2 separate regions of the Mus musculus genome follow, and region 1 is linked to region 2. A link is a contact called in public promoter capture Hi-C data. All regions are on one chromosome and are shown on one strand. Each heading gives the region's core, a stretch centred on a gene start, on an enhancer-like site or on the middle of the called end of the contact. The rest is flanking DNA. Distances are from core to core; before and after follow the strand shown.

Evidence for each region. Promoter capture Hi-C pulls out the DNA fragments that hold promoters and counts their contacts.
Region 1: a contact with region 2 is called in a promoter capture Hi-C map of liver, with 4 times the contacts expected there. The contact joins the promoter of Enpp3 here to the promoter of Tbpl1 in region 2. A contact is called at or near these places in 2 of 39 promoter capture datasets (hippocampal neurons and liver).

What each region holds. Positions count from the first base shown.
Region 1 is chr10:24,834,431-24,839,835 of GRCm38.p6, reverse strand. It overlaps Enpp3 (ectonucleotide pyrophosphatase/phosphodiesterase 3), which reads left to right and starts at 3,641. Exons shown (of 25, transcript NM_134005.2): 1 at 3,641-3,820. The coding sequence starts at 3,743.
Region 2 is chr10:22,729,280-22,734,673 of GRCm38.p6, reverse strand. It overlaps Tbpl1 (TATA box binding protein-like 1), which reads left to right and starts at 3,227. Exons shown (of 7, transcript NM_011603.5): 1 at 3,227-3,558. It overlaps Mir7663 (microRNA 7663), which reads left to right and starts at 5,242; the gene lies at 5,242-5,302.

The sequences.
Region 1 (5,405 bases), core at 2,392-4,891, 2.1 Mb before region 2:
GAGAGGCGTTCTCAGAGTTTGTTTGACAAGGCAGGCAGTGCTTATGGAACTAATATTCCACAATACTGTATTCTAAAACTCACTGGCTTTAATGTCATCACAACTTGAAGAGTTCAGTATGACTTTTGACTCCACTGTTATTTATTTACTTTTTTCCATTGACCTGAATCTTTATCTCATGACAGAGTAAACATAATGTGAAGCCCCAGTCTATATACATTAGACAACAGAAACTTATTATTGCAGTTTTCTGTTATGTTCAGACCAGCCTATGGGGGCAATTTCTACTCAAACCACCACAAGGACCTTTTAGTTGATTGTTTAAAATAGGCTTGGAATGGGAAATTAGAAGACTTGGGCTCCAGGTCTTATTCTGATGTTTAGCAAACAGGCAATACTGAGAAAGTAACCACATCATTTAAACAACCAGGGCTTTAATCTACTCATTTGACAGAGAAGAATAAAACAATTATGAGGGGCACATGTCATTTCTAAATACTTAAACTGAACCTATGAACTTACACATACTAAGCAATCATTTCCTAATTGAGCAAACATCCTTAAAGCTATCCTTAGTTTGACATCAGATAATTCGTGAAAACATTTCTTAAGGCGTGAGAAAGCAGCCATCATAGAGTCATCGAATTATTCCTGCCCTGATGAACTGTATCCCTTCAAACAGGGCTGAGCAACCTCCAGCTGCCAGGAATGAGTACTCTATCAGGTCAAGTTAGAGTGATGGAACTGTCTTGGACCTGAGAACAGGGTCCCTTTGGCTGGAACTAAAGGAAGCCAAGAATTGGACTACATAGATGTTGAAGCCATTAGAGGCCCCAGTGATAGGGGTGGAGACAGAGAAGGGAAGAAAACATCAAAGACTCAAGTTCTGCAGCTGTCAGTTGCTTGATCCAACCTTAGCATCATGAAGCAAGTCTGTGGCACATTCTCATCTGCATTCATAGTAGCCCAGTGGGTAAGGAGACTTAATAAAACTTGGTCCAGTCCAACTCCTTCCTACTTGGAAAGCTACTTAATACTGTAGTAGTGGCTATTTCTGTTTGTCAATTTGACTATATCTGGAATGAACTACAATCTAGAATTAGAAGGCTCACCTGTGATCTTGAGGCTGGGAGATACAAGTTTCTGACCTGGATCTTGTCTGACCCGTCCAGCAGGTCAAGTTATTCGAGGGTCTCAAGGGGACCTTCTCCTAAGAACCAAATGGGGGGTAGAGAGAGGCGAGAACCTTGTGCAATGAACGACACATGGAAGCAGTCTGAGTAACATCAAGGTCTCACTGTATTAGCAAGGCTCAAGGTTTAAATGCACAAGCAAAAGGGGAAGTACTTCTCAGCAGGAAGAATGGGGCAGCGGAAATGCACCTCAGCAGGAGGGATGGGGCAGCAGAAAAAGAGGAAGTACTTCTCAGCAGGAGGGATGGGGCAGCAGAAAAAGAGGAAGTACTTCTCAGCAGGAGGGATGGGGCAGCAGAAAAAGAGGAAGTACTTCTCAGCAGGAGGGATGGGGCAGCAGAAAAAGAGGAAGTACTTCTCAGCAGGAGGGATGGGGCAGCAGAAAAAGAGGAAGTACTTCTCAGCAGGAGGGATGGGGCAGCGGAAATTTTTCTTTTGGCGACTACACGGGGAAGCAAGCAGGAACTTGGAGGTATCAGGGTACATCTTGAGGTCAGGACATCCGGCGCTGATTTAGGGCTGGAACAATCTGTGGTTGTTCTCAGAGCGATGTGTCGGTGGCCTGCTTTTGACCCCCTTTTCTTCTGGGGGGGGGAGGCCCAATTCAGAGATCAGGACAATAGTGTTGTCTTAATAGCTCCCAACACTTGGCATGGAGATCTTGAGGCATAGTGGCTATGAATCCCAGGAGAGTAAGGCAGGGAGAGCTCTGAGTTCAAGATCATCTGGAATAAAGCAAGTCCCAGATCCAGGCTTGGTGGTACACACCTTTAATCTGGTCCACACCCCACACCTTCTGCTGGATTCCAATTTGTGGACATTGGAAGAAGGAAGACTCTTTTCTTTGACTGCTTGCCTTGTGGGACTGAGTAGCTGTTAGAGCCTTGGACTTCCATTCATAGCTGCTGCTGACCATTGTTGGGGAGTTGGACTACAGACAAATTCCCTTCCTATATAGAGACTACCCATAAGTTCTGTGATTCTAGAGAACCCTAACAAAATACCATATAATGCAAAAAACAGTGAAAACATAGTATCTTAGTCTATCAATGTGAAGAGACACTATGACCAAGGCAACTTTTATCAGAGAAAACATGTAAGTGTGGACTTAGGTATATTTTTGAAGGTTAGTCTATTATCATCTTGCCTGGGAGCACAGTACTGGAGAAGACAGTACTGGACAGTACTGGAGAAGTAGCTTTGGAGAGTTTTGCATCCTGATCCATAGGTAGGAATATATCTATCCATCCCTCTATCTATCTATCTATCTATCTATCTATCTATCTATCTATCTATCTATCTATCTACCTACCTATCTATCTATTTATTTCTCCATCTATCTACTGAGACTGAGAGAGAGGGGGGTGGGGGAAGAGGGGGAGGAGACAGTGGACTTTTGAAACTTCAAATCCCACCCTCAAGGGACACACTTTTTCCAACAAGACTACACCTCTTAATCCATCTGATTCCTAGAAATAGCGCCACTCTCTGGTGACTAAGCACTCAAATATATAAGCTTATGGGAGCCCTTCCTATCAAACCACCACACATACTATTTTGTCGTTTGCTTTAAAATAATTCTTAAACTGTAGACATTCTAAAATGTAAGATACACTCCTCTCATAATTAAAAAAATCTTTATAGTAGTTTCAGAATTTCTATTATAATCAAACACATTTTATTTTGTTTTAATTACTTAATGTATATTGTGTGTGTGTGTGTATGTTGGGGGCGGGGTGTGTGTGTGTGTATGAGTGCAGGGGGCCTTGGAGGACAGAGGAGGAAATCGGGTCCCCGGAGCTGGAACTGCTGAGCAGCCTGACAGAGGTGCTGAGATCTGAACTTTCTCTGCAGAAGCAAGCAAGAGCTCATGACTGCTGAGCTGTCTCTCCAGTCCTCCAGTCCTTTAATAAATGTACTAGCTTGCAACTGCAGCATGACATCTATATGGATGTACAAACTCCCTGTACAGGGCTTCTTGTCAGCCTTTGGAAGATTGAGATAGGAGGGCTTGGAAAACCACTCTGACTAACATGGTATATGATACTGCCAAACACACAAACAGAAACAAAACCCAGAAAGCAACCGAGCTGGGGTGGAGCTCAGCTGGTATGAAGCCATGGATTCAGTTCCCAGCAATTTGTAAATTGGGGGACACATGATGTAATCCTGGTGCTTAGGAGATAAGAAGTGACACAAGTTCTTTCCACAGACAAAAACAAAACAAATGAGTAGCTTTTTATAAGTGTGATTAATATTCTATTCTTGCTATCTACATATCCCGATTAGTATGCATTATTACTTCTAAAGCTGTAAAGAACTGCTGTCCACAATGTCCGAGAGAGAAATGGACTTTATTCTGTGGGCAACGCTGTTTGTTAACAAGGCTTTTCCCTCTTCAATTGACCAATCGCTACAGAGCTCTGCTTTTCTCCCGGATTTAAAAGTCAGTCACAGCTGGGGCAGGCAGGACAGTTCCTTTTTCCCTCCCCAGAGGGAAGAAAGAGCCTTATTTTCTGGCTAGACAGGTTTACACAGCTACGGGAACAATGGATTCCAGGCTAGCATTAGCCACAGAGGAGCCCATTAAGAAAGACAGTCTCAAGAAATACAAGATCCTTTGTGTGGTAAGCAAAACTGTTCATTTTAGTCTTACAAGCTTGGTGGCAGATTGAAGTGCCTGCCTTCCCACTTAGGCTTGCTTGTGTCGCTATTAAGTCAGAATGTGAAGTAATTGTGTCCAGCATTAGGTTTGTTTGTGTTGCAATTTAGGTTAGAATGCTAAGTTATTGTGTCCAGCATTTCTGACAGAAATCTGAGACCGTGCTGGACTGATTTTGTTTTCCACGTGTTTATAATTAGAGCGCAAGCAATTTTTGACTGGTACGAATACTGTACGAGCAAGAATTTAGCAACTGAAATCACTTGACACATACGTCTTAAGGATCTGTTGATCTTTATCAACATTTCATTCTGTTTATTTACCATGTGGAGATTACTTCTTTTGCTTCCTTCCTCACTTTGCTCTGTTCCCCCCCCCCATATGAATTAAGTGCTCCTTTAGAGACTAATCCACCCCCCTCCCCTGTTTCCTATCTGAATGTCCCTAACAATACATGAATGTTGTTGAGGGTTTTATCTTTTTCTTTCTTTTTTAAAACGTTCTCTCCCCCTGCTTCCTGGATAATCTTGAAACGCTCGTTTCCAAGACATACTTGCTTTTTGACGGACTTATCTTTATCTTCATTGAATGTTACTCAAGACCTCACTCTACATCCTTCTTACCCAGTGATCTTTTCTTTAGGCAATCTGTGTGTTCCCCTGAGATGTTAAATGATACCTTCCCCCAACCCAAGCCACCATCATCTCCGACTTCTTTTTGGATGTCTCCTGCCTGACTACTCACCCAGCACCTCCAGCCAAAACCAAATGCAGTATTTTTTTTCACATCTGGCTGGCTGCAGCTGCTCTCAGATTCCTCGGGCTAACATATGTCAGCTCTCCTTTCTGTTTCCCAAGAAAGGTCAAGCAGTTTGTAGCTATGACCCGTGAGGACAACAAATCCTCAGTAGCTCCTCAGAGTTTATCTTTCCAGGACTTACACAGCCCTCCTTGCGGCTTTCTTGCCCTTACCTTTGTCTTAGTTTGTCACTCAAGGAATCAAACCCCTTGGGAGCTAAATCTGGGTCCTAAATGTATTTTTAGATTGTTCTTTTCTTTTTCTTCCTGAGGCACCTGTGGGCAGGCACACAGGCTCAGGTTTCTTTCCCCAGGACACTTCCTACTCTTTCTCTAGAGACACTGGGTTTCAATGGGGCCTGGGGCTTGTGGATTAGCATAATTATGCTGGCCCTGGAGCCTTGAGGATGCTCCTGGGCCTTCTGCAGCTGTGCAAATGGACAGGCCCCACCCTGATGATCTGGGTCCTTGTGTTTATAATGTAAACACTGAACTGAAGGAGGGTAGCTCTCTGGCCCAAGGATATAGACATTTACTCTTTCTAGCACATTTTCTTCTTCCTTATTTTGGGGTAGGGATTGGGGGTGGTTCCGAGACAGGGTTTCTCTGTGTAGCCCTGGCTGTCCTGGAATTCTATAGACCAGGTTGACCTCGAACTCAGAAATCCACCTGCTTCTGCCTCCTAAGCGTGTGCTACCACTATCTGGCTTCTTCTCCCTTATAAGGAAGTTCACTTTTTTGTTTGTTTGTTTG
Region 2 (5,394 bases), core at 1,978-4,477:
AGAGTCTAATGAAGGTTCAGCAATGGGCACATATCTGGTCAGAACATTGGCAGACACACAGGTTCAAGGAGTGACCAGAGCACTGTGCACCTCTATTTTTCTAAATCAGTGAAGCTAGTTCTGCTAACACTGACGTCTATCGGGGCTTCTGTGTCTGTTGCTGGTTCCGCTTTATCTGAGAACCATCTGTTCTTGGCCCTGAGCCGGGGCCCAGGTGCTTGATCACCGATATCCTGTTCGGCCCCTGTCCCAGTGCTATTCAGCCTTGATCTTTAACTGTTAATCTATAACTGAACTTCCTTGTAACTTTTGAGAACCCAGCTCGGGTACTTTTTCATGCCTTGCAAAATGGCGTTACTGCAGCTAGCTTGCTAAGCCTTATGGTGGGGTCTTTCAGCAGAAATAACTGTACCTAATGATGTGACATAATTTCTGTCCTATAGTCTGTCTTTTGCAGGACTACAGGAGGCCAGAGGAGCCAGCACATTCCTGTAGCCTCATTTGAAGATCTAAACTTCTTAGAGTCAGACTTACTGTGACAGTTGGCTGTTGTCTTAAAATGTCTGTAGTAAAGGGTACATTTATGTAGGTTTTATTAAGTTACTAAGACACTGTGTATAAGTGCTTTTATACATAAAAATTATGATATTAAATTGTTAAAAATTTCACCATGTCTCTTTACATTTCAGTCTTACTTCATTGTTAACTGGAACAGCTTGTAGTTATTTTAGCCTGGGTACGAATTACTCTTCTCAACAAAACCCCAACAAAAGGAAGGAAAGTAGGGTTTATCTGGGCTGGTTGTTTAGGCATTTGAGGGTACACCCTATGATGATGAGAGGCATATGACAGGAGCATGAGGCAGCTAGTCACATCACATCCACAGGCGGGAGGCAGAGAAGGATGATCGCTAGCACCCAGCCAGTTCTCTCCCTTTTGCTCAGTCCAGGTTGCCAGGGTGTAGAATGGTGTCAACCCACATTTTTCTGTTCCGTCTCAGTTAACCCAATCTAGAAACTACCTCACAGTTGTGCACAGATATCTGCCTCCTACGAGACTCTAATCCTCACCAAGCTGACAGTCAATATTGCCATCATGGCTTCTATGTTACGTTTGCAGTTGCAGAACTCTTACCACTGAGGCTCGCTAGTCTGTCTGGTCTGGGATGAATAGGGTGTCAGTGTCCATCAGTTCTTGACTAATAGTAGCATGTCTCAATCTGTGGGCTAATCCCCTTTAGCAAACTTCTTTGGAAAAAATATTTACATTAAGATTCATACCAGTAGCAAAACTAGTTATGCAATAGCAGTGAAAATAATGTTTTGGTTGGGGGTCACCACAACATAAGGAACTGTATTAAAGGGTCTCAGCATTAGGAAGGTTGAGAACGGCCACTTTACAGTGAAGTCAACTAAAACTCTTGCCTCTTTAGCTGTCAGTGCTACAGTGTTAGTAAGATGTTTAGTTTAAGGTACCAGTCCATCATGGCTAGTAGTTCATGGAGCAAGAGTTCCCATCACCCTCCAGGAAGAAATGGGAAAGCAGGGATCAGGGCAAGCAATGTCAGCTAAAGACACACCCATGACCTACTTCTTCCCAGCGGGCCTCACCTACCTTTCATTTCCATGTAACAATGCTGTCATACTGTAATGGCTCTACTGAGAGCAATCCAGTTGTCTCTGAAGGTGCTATCATCGCAGAGAACACTTAAAAGTGCACTTTACTAATCATCTAGGGTGAAAGAATAATCCAATCAGCTAACAATCAAAACCAGCACCACAGCAAGTGGAACTTGCAAGCCAACTATATCCAATTCTATAAGGAAGGCTCCTTGGCTATAACAAAAGGCAGCCCAAAGTAGAGGGCACTTTCCAGGTATCCTGCTGGGCTGCCTGAAGGAAAGTATCAAAGACCTTAGAATCAGTCGCCATTGTTGTAAAATTGCCTTCTAAACAGGGCAGTAGCCCCTAAAAATAGAGCTTTTTCTGGTTATCGGTTTTTTGTTTTTTGTTTTTTTTTTGTTTTTTTTTTTTTTGTTGTTGTTTTTTAAACCATACCCCGTTGCTCTCCATTTGGGAGAGAATCCAAACTCCTGTCTGCAAGGTGCAGATGAGTTTGGGTCTTCGTTCCCCTCCAACTTTATCTTGTCACTTTCTCCTAGCTATACTCGCCATGCCCTATTCCTATTAACACCTCCACGCCCCAGTGTAGCCAGCCCCAGTGTAGCCAGACCACAACATCCTCTTTTCCTCTCCTCTCAGGGCCATCCCTTCTAAATCTGTCAAAATCAGTCACCATAGGCATGACTTTCTCACCCAGCTTCTTGTTCGTCCTATCCCACACAAAGTACACCTATTTAATATTGCTCAAAAAAATAAATAAATAAAAGTGAGAACTGAAGCAAATCTGTCCTTCAGGGCTTTAAAACGTTCGAGTGCGCTGTGTGTGTGTGTGTGTGTGTGTGTGTGTGTTGTGCGCGCGTTTTCACACTTTAAGAGTAGGGAGGAGAGATAAAGAGGCATCCTTGGCTATCCCTCAAATACTTAAACTTCCCTACTAGGTGTGCACGTCTAAACCCTGTGATGACAGTCTAAGTCATTCTCAAAAGGCCAAGTGGCTCCAGTCAGAGGCCAAGCCACCTAAGGAAACGGCTCACGTGACCTTTAACCCGCTGGCCTCCACCACCGGCCAGAGCGAGCCCACAAGGGCAAGAGCTGGGTCGCGCGGGCGGCTGCGCTCCGGCCGTTATGAGCCTCGCTCCTCGGGCAGCACGGCCCAAGCCATCCCGAGGGCGCACTCCGCCCGGTGCGGCCGTTCAAGCCAGCGAGTGTGCGTCGCCAGCGTCCTGCTAGCCCTGTTGCTCCCGCCACGCCGCCGGGGGCCCTCGATGAGTAAGGCCGGGATCCCCGTCACCCCGGGGTCACGACTAAGGGCCCAGTGGCTGCTAGCTGAGCTCGTCGGTACAGGCGGTTGGGTGCCAGGCACAGTTCTGGTTTACAGGAAAATGAAAGCCCATTTGTGTCATGCTGCTCGCCAACGAGGAGCTGGAAAATAAACCGGGGGCTTCAAATCCACCCCGGGCGGGCGAGCTCAGGGAAGCGCAGCCCGGGTACCCAGCGCCCTCCGGCCACTTCCGCCTCGCCCAGCCCGCGGGCAGGAGGAGGACTTCGCCAGCGGCTTCGGGAAGGCGGAAGGAGCTAGGGGTTGGGGCGGAGAGGGGAGCAGCGAGAACCGGAAGTGAGTGGCTAGCCGGGATCCCCGGAGCTCCTGGGTCCGGCGGCGCTCTAGCCGCCTCGTGCCGCCTCTATGCCCCCGTGCGTCTAGTCTATTTATTGTCGCGGGGGAAGCGGCGGCCGCCCTGTACCCGGAACAACAAAGCGAGAAACCGAGCTCGAGCCTTGGGGGGCTCCTAGCAACGGGCCTGGGCGGGAGTTCCATGGAGACTGGGGAGCGGACCCGTTTTATCTTCATCCTTGTCCTCCAGCTTCTTCTCCGCGTCCGACGCAACCAGCAGCAGCGCTGCCGCCGTGTCCTTTACGACCGCCCCGTCTTCCCACGGTAACCCCGTCGGCGGTCCGGGGATGGGGGTGCGGGGCCCGCGGGGCCTGGAGCTGCCGCGGGGCGTCTCCGCGCCGGTTGGGCTGCGGGGAAGCTGTGCGAGGCGGGGACCCGAGCACGGGAGCGCCGCGGGCCACCGGCTAGTGGAGAGGACGGGCCAAGCGGCTCGGGCATCCCAGTAGGGATAACGGGGTGGGGGTGGGGCGCGCCTGCCTCGCGGTGGAAGGCGGGCAGGGATGGACCGGGTTCTGGAGCCCGCTCCCGGGGGAAAGAGGGACCGTGACACTAAGCGAGGGGTCGGTGGCTTCTCGGAAAACTTGGAGCAGCTGCGCGAAGGCTCCCCTAAATAGCGGCGCCGGCGCCTCTCGCTTCTGGCACTTGCCGGGAGCCCCACTCTATAATAATAGTAGTGGCCGAATTAAGCTTCGGCAAGAAGGATCTGGAACGCGGGAAGATAGAAATGAATTGTGAATAGGGTTGAGCAGGGATGAGAGGTGGGAAGGTGGGGGGCGGTAATCGCTTCATAATCGTCTGGACGGGTCCTAGAAGTATATAAAATGGGAAATGACTGAAATAGAAAACACTCCCTTTGCTGAGCTAGCTGTGCATCTGCAGGCTCTGCCAGGGTGTACATTGCACCGAGTGTCAAGCTGCAGCCAGTCCACATCTGTGAGCTTTACTGCATCTGTCACCTGCAGAGCGAGACTGGCAGTGACTAGTGTGAGCTTGGCATACTTGTGGTTAAGAAGAATGGCTTAGAATTGCGACTTGTGTGTGAAGCCATAACAGATTCCCTTAGGTAATTGAAAAAGGGAAATGTAAATAAGGAGGGCATTCAATCTTCTGGCTAGAATTTGCAGTCTCTTTCCAAGTTTGAGAAAACAGCAGTCCGTTCAAATCAAGAAGTGACTTTTAGCACTGTCTGATTGAAAGAATTATTTAGGGTTTGGATACGCCCCGTGAAATATTCATCAGTTTGTGTTCTAAAGCCTTGCATCACAGACCACTGGTTTTATACTTTGCTAAACCATATTAGGTTGGGTGTGGTGGCACATGCCTGGGATCCCAGCCTCTGGGAGGCTGAGGCAGGAGAACGTGAGTCCAAGGCCTGCTTAGGGGTATAATAGTACGTGTCTCAAAAAACAAAACAAAACTGAACTTCCCATCAGTAAGTGAAGTATGTCTGTGGTCCGGAAAGGTTACGTTCTACGGTGATAACATTTTTATGGTCAGTAGGAGCAAGGCTTTTCATACAGTTGAAGATTAATGATGCAAACAGGATTGATAATCACATAGACAACATGTCAACCACAGGTTCAGTTGCTTCTCCTAAGCAAAAGGATGTCACCGTTACTGCCAGTCCTCTTGTATAGTTTGTGCTCCCAAAACGAGTGCCAGGAGCTGTAATGATCTAGTGCTGTGTTGTTTCGTGAAGAGGAGCCAGGCAGGGTACATTTTAAAAAGTCCTGTGTTTCATTTTAAGCTTCCAACTGGGACTCTGGGGTCCAGTGTTGTTAGCTGAAGTACTTCCAGGTTGACAAGAAGATGAGCGGCTTCCCTTTAAAAGAACTGGAGAGTTGAACATTGGAATCAAATTAGGTTTTAAAACTCTTGAGATGAAAAAGTACTTTAGAAGCCAGGGTGAGACTTTGCTTCTTATTTTTATATGGCTGTTCTGTGGAGGCTGCTTGGTGATCATCCACTGTCGTGGGACTTCTTCACAGTGTGGATCATAAGGAGCTCCCCGCACATCAGCGCTGCCTTTAGTCTTACTTCACCTGGACTGTTTGCTGAGACCGCAGTCTCATGTGGTCCCTGAATACGGGTCAATTCTAG